2 separate regions of the Capra hircus genome follow, and region 2 is linked to region 1. Evidence: chromatin contacts called from public Hi-C data. All regions are on one chromosome and are shown on one strand. The core of a region is the stretch at or near the end of the contact, and the rest is flanking DNA. Distances in the headings are between cores, read along the strand shown. Region 1 overlaps TTC21A (tetratricopeptide repeat protein 21A). Region 2 has its middle 11 kb from the start of XIRP1.

What was found. A called contact is a pair of places that touch in the nucleus more often than the background predicts.
Region 2: a contact with region 1 is called in a Hi-C map of blood, with 2.4 times the contacts expected there. The contact joins two enhancer-like sites. A contact is called at or near these places in 2 of 5 Hi-C or Micro-C datasets (blood and liver).

The regions. Positions count from the first base shown.
Region 1 is chr22:12,309,119-12,311,818 of ARS1.2, reverse strand. It overlaps TTC21A (tetratricopeptide repeat protein 21A), which reads right to left. Exons shown (of 29, transcript XM_013973365.2): 10 at 1,400-1,497; 11 at 1,041-1,241; 12 at 1-129. Among named protein-coding and RNA genes, the nearest start is that of GORASP1, 14 kb to the right of the region's middle. Within about 2 kb of position 1,283, at least 1 of the 5 cell types and tissues checked has an H3K27ac peak or open chromatin away from gene starts, as enhancers often do.
Region 2 is chr22:12,353,344-12,356,043 of ARS1.2, reverse strand. No RefSeq gene overlaps it. Among named protein-coding and RNA genes, the nearest start is that of XIRP1, 11 kb to the left of the region's middle. Within about 2 kb of position 1,268, at least 1 of the 5 cell types and tissues checked has an H3K27ac peak or open chromatin away from gene starts, as enhancers often do.

The DNA of each region.
Region 1 (2,700 bases), core at 34-2,533:
TGAGAGATACTTGACCTGGGCCATCACATACAGCGGCTCAGTCAGGGCTGGTGCCACCTTGACCACAGGATTGAGGATCGCAGCGACTTGCTTAAGAAGAGGAGACACGATCTGGCCTGGAGACCGGGGCTGCAAGAACACAAGGGTTTGCCCTATTCTCCTGGAGCACTCAGAAAACACTCTCAGTGAAGGGATTTTATTCCACATGTGTTTTACTTTATCCTACTTTATTTCTACTTACTGTAGTTACTTCGCTCATTTTTATTTACTTTATTTTACCCTGGTAGCTCAGATGGTAAAGAATCTGCTTGCAACGCAGGAGACCCAGGTTCAATTCCCTGGGTCGGGAAGATCCCCTGGAGAAGGGAATGGCAGCCCACTCCAGTACTCTTGCCAAGAGAATCCCATGGACAGAGGAGCCTGGCGGGCTACAGTCCACGGGGTAGCAAAGAGTCAGACATGGCTGAGTAGCTAACACTTTCATGCTTCACACACACATTTACCATCCACTCTGTGCTACTCTGTCCAAGAGCTGAGAATGGGGACTCAATTTGTTCACCTCTGAGCCCCCCATCAAGCATGGCATCTGGCTCATGGTGGTACCCTCAGTAGATATTTGTGGGATGGCATTACGAGGCACTTGGGGGATATTAAAGCATGTAAGATACAATCCTTGCCCACAGGGAATCTCAATTGTCTGGGAAGGCTGGACAAACAAGGAAAGACCAAAATACTTCTTAGAAGACACTGGGAGGAGAGGGAGCCCAGTTCCTCCCTGGGATGAACGGAGGCCAGTGCCCCGCTCCTCACGTGCAGTCCCTGGACCAGCAGCATGAGCATCACCTGGGAGACGCAGGGCTTGTGCCCCACTTCCTGGGTGATTGGCATGTTACACGTGCAAATGTGAAAAGCACTGGGCTCCCTGACTGCCCGAGGCCCAAGCAACCTAGTGACTGGCCAGGTAGGTTGTGCCTCTGCCCAGACCTGTTCACCAGTCCAACCCCCACTGCCCGCCCCACGAAGAAGCACCCTCCTCTAACCTGCTTAGGGCAAAAGACCAGGTACTCCTTGGCAATGCAGACCAGGAAGGTGGGGTCCAGCCGTTCCAAGTATTCGGAGCTCATGGGGAGGGCCTGCATGCCAGAGAAGTGCAGCTCGGCGGCCTCCTTTAGCAGCGTCGTGGCCTCCTGCTCCCCTCTATGCTTCTTGGATGCCAGGAGGGCTTGGAGGAAAACCAGCACCTGTAGGAGCAGGCCCGGGTCTTGGAGGCAGTGCCCACTAGGCAGAGCCGGACGGCCAAGGAGCAGCGGAAGTCAAGGGGCAACTAGGGGTGGGAAAAGGGAGGGGGTGTGGCGGGGGCGGGATCCCAGGGCAACCTCGGCCCCCACAGAGCTCTGACCTTGGACTTCCCCAGGGACTGCTGCACCTCCTTCAGGAATTCCAGCTGGTGTTCGGCCTCCTCCAGGTGGCCGTCTAAGATCTGGCACCAGATCATCCCTGGGAGGGGACAGAACTGGGATGAACAGCCAGCTCTGTGGCAGAGCCAGCAGGCCAAGGGACAGCGGACAGCAGGGACCCTTTCCCGTGTCTTCATAAGCTCAAACAGTGGTGTGTGCTCATGGGGAAGCGTTCAAATCGTAGGGCAAGGAAAACATCCCCAGCTCACATTCTGCTTTCAGCGTGTCTTTCTCTAGAGAGAATCAATATGAACAGATTGGGCTGTATTTCTTCAAACATCTTGCAAAGCATTTGCATGTTATTAGTGGAGAGTGTATTTTCCCATCCGTTCATATTAATTACCCCATTCTCTTCAATGGTGACATAATATTTCACTGCCGATGTAACCATTTATCTAACTACTGCACTATTGAAGGACTCCTCGTTTCACATTTCATTGGTTTTCAGGGTTTAAATATTACAATGCCATGGTCAACATTTTTGTGGGTTCTAACTCCTTATGTAGAGATGATGTCAAAGGGCATGTACATCTAAAACCTTGATAGATAAGGCCAGCTTGCCCTCCAAGGATATTTGAATTAATATTACTGTCAAGAATTCGGAAGTATTTTTTTCTTTCCCCACGACCTCACAAACATGCTTTATTTACTCTTTACCGTGCTAAAGAGTGAATAACTTGTTTTAATTCACTTTTTAAAAAAATTTTTTTAGGGAGAATGGACATCTTTTTATATATTTAGTGGCCTTTTCTACTGTAACTTTCCTGTTCATAGCTTTTTCCTGTTTTTCTTTGGATGGATTTTTATCACTTTCTATTCTCTTCATATATAATCCTTGTTACAGACATTTTCCATTAGTTTGCCTTTTACCTTTTAACTATTTTTTCTCTGCCTTTTTGCCATCCAATAGTTTTAAATTTTTACATAAATTGGTCAAATATTTTCCTTTAGAACTTCTGAGTTTGTAGTTATGCTTAGAATTCCCCGGGCAACCCAAGTCCAATTTAACTTTTATGTTTAAATATCTAAGTCATCTAGAATTTATTTTTAAGGATAATGTGAAATGGGCGTTTACCTTTATTTTTTTTCGTAAAGAACAGTCAGGTATTCGACCATGAATTATTGAAACTCTATCGGTTTGAAATGTCATTTTTATCATAAGGCCTGTTTCTATCCTGTTGATCTGTTTTGTGTATTCCAGGAATGGCCTCAAACGGACTTCTCTTTTTTAAAAAAATATATA
Region 2 (2,700 bases), core at 19-2,518, 44 kb before region 1:
AAAAGCACTGAGCAACTGCTGCTTGCCAGACATGTTCTGGGCAGCATGGATCCAGAGATAAGGTCTAATGGGATCATTAGACTCCATCACATTCAAGGAACTGACTCTCTAGAATGAGAAGGCAGGGAGACTATGAATAAATAGGAAATACCAGATAAGGAATAAGAGTGATGCACCTGACTAGTCCACTCTCCCACTGTGGGGTAGGAATTATAAAACATGTCATGTGACAGCGACAGGTGATTGCCTTAGAGAAAGTGGCCAAGGCAGATCTCCCCAAGGCGGGAAAAAGAGTTTTCAACTGAGACCTCAGTCACAAAAAGCCAGTTACCGGGCAATGGGCAGGAGTGGGGAGTGCCGGTTAGGCGGATGAGCACACACAAAAACCCAGAGGTGGGAGTGAGTATAATTTCTGCATTTCCTAAATACCCTTCGGTATGTTGTTGTTCAGTTGCTCAGTTGTGTCCAACTCTTTGTGACTCCATGGATTGCAGCACGCCAGGTTTTCCTGCCCTTCACTATCTCCCAGAGTTTGCTCAAATTCACGTCCGCTGAGTCAGTGATGCCTTCTAACCACCTCATCCTCTGCCGTCCCCTTCTCCTCCTGCCTTCAGTCTTTCCCAAGATCAGGGTCTTTTCCAATGAGTCAGCTCTTCGCATCACGTGGCCAAAATACTGGAGTTTCAACTTCAGCCTCAGTCCTTCCAATGAATATTCAGGGTAGATTTCCTCTAGAATTGACTGGTTTGATCTCCTTGCTGTCCAAGGGACTTTCAAGAGTCTTCTCCAACATCACAGTTCCAAAGCATCAATTTTTCGGCACTCAGCCTTCTTTATGGTCCAACTCTCCCATCTGTACATGACTACTGGAAAAACCATAGCTTTGACTAGACAGACCTTTATCGGCAAAGTGATATTCCTGCTTTTTAATACGTTGTCCAGGTTTGTCATAGCTTTTTTTTCCAAGAGGGAAGTGTTTTTTAATTTCGTGCCTGCAGTCACAGTCTGTAGCAATTTTGGAGCCCAAGAAAATAAAATCTGTCACTGCTTCCACTTTTCCCCCTTCTATATACCATGAAGTTATGGGACTAGATGCCATGATCTTAGTTTTTTGAATATTGAGTTTACCCTTCTGAACAGAAAGGGGCTTTATCAACAATTGTCCACCCCTACATACACACACACACACACACACATCCTGCCCCCAACAACGTTAGGTAGGAACTTTTCCACAGTTCGCTTTTATTGAACAGGTGGGCTCTCATCTTACCACCAGCCCAGGGCTCAGTCCTCCAAGATTCATCATTGCCTGCCCCACTGACAGATGTTCGCCTGAGGCAGCAGAGCTCTGAGCTAGAAGCAGCCTGCCCCCTGGAAGACAGGTGTATGTGAGCAAAGACAGCAAATCTACCTACCTGGGCTGGCTACACATCTTACTATAACTCCCCTTTACCAGGTGTTTCCCTCCACTGCCCTCTGTTGGTCTCACTTGATTACAGGACCCAGAAGCTTAAGGCAAGCCTGCTCTCAGCATTCTCATTTGTTAAGTGGGGATGATTATAGTGCCTACTATTTTGAAGATTAAGTAAATTAATATGCATAAAGTGCTTGGAGATAGGCCCAGCGTCTGGAACTCAAGGAAGTTCACTTTTCATATAATTAGTTTTAATCTATCTCTCTTTCTCACCTCCAGGTGGAGTCCCTGTCTTGTTCATCTCAGTATCCTTACTGCTTATCACGATTGCCTAGAAGGCACTGCACAAATGTCGAATAAATGCACCCATGTGTGAAATGAAATGATCGAGCGAATTCACTGATTCAGCCAACTAGCATTTATTGAGCACCTACTTCATGCCAGATTCCTTCCAGGGAATACAGATGAGCATGGCAGAATTTATCCCTGACCTTATGGGAAGATATATTACAAAACACAGAAGGTAATTTTAGAAGGGAGCAAAGGAAATAAAACAAGTAGCCCACAAGAAGGTTGGCAGTTACTTTAGCTTGGGTGGTTGGGGAAGGCGTCTCTGAGGAAGTGACCTGAATGACAAGAGGAGCCAGCCCTAACAGCTAAAGGGGGCGGCCTACGGGGAAGAGACAGGAGAGGTTGGTGGGTAGGTGGTGAGCACACTGGTGGCAGCGCACACCAAGAAAAGCAGCAGCTACTCGTTGAGGCCGCCCAGGGCCCTGCACACCTCCCATCGCACCTGCCGCGGAGCCCGAAGCACCACCTCCCTTCCTGCCCGAGAGGAGACGGGGCTCTAAAGCTGAGCGTTGGTGCCCAGACCACGCCCCGTGCCTGGAGGGGGCGTGTTCCCATCCCCTGTCTCCAAGGTGACGATGACATCACCAGGGCCGCTGGGTTCGGAACGTTTTGGGCGGCTGTAGCGGTTGCTGGGAAACACCCGGCAGGCAGGCGCGCAGCCAGGGGCAGGCTCCGCGCGGCAGACGCCGGACGCCAGTACGCGCCGTCCTGGCCGGCCCCAGCTCAGAGTCTCCCTCCCAGATTCCAGAAGGATGCGGGTTCCGGTCCTCACCCACGTCGCGGCCCCGCCCGGGACCTTCCTGCCGGCCGGGCGCCTCCTCCCTTCTCATTACTCTCACCCCCTCTGTTCCGAGTTTACCCAACCGTCCTCATCTTCACCGCTATTATCCCCAGGCCACCATCCATCCCCCCCCTTTACTGGACCACTGCCATAG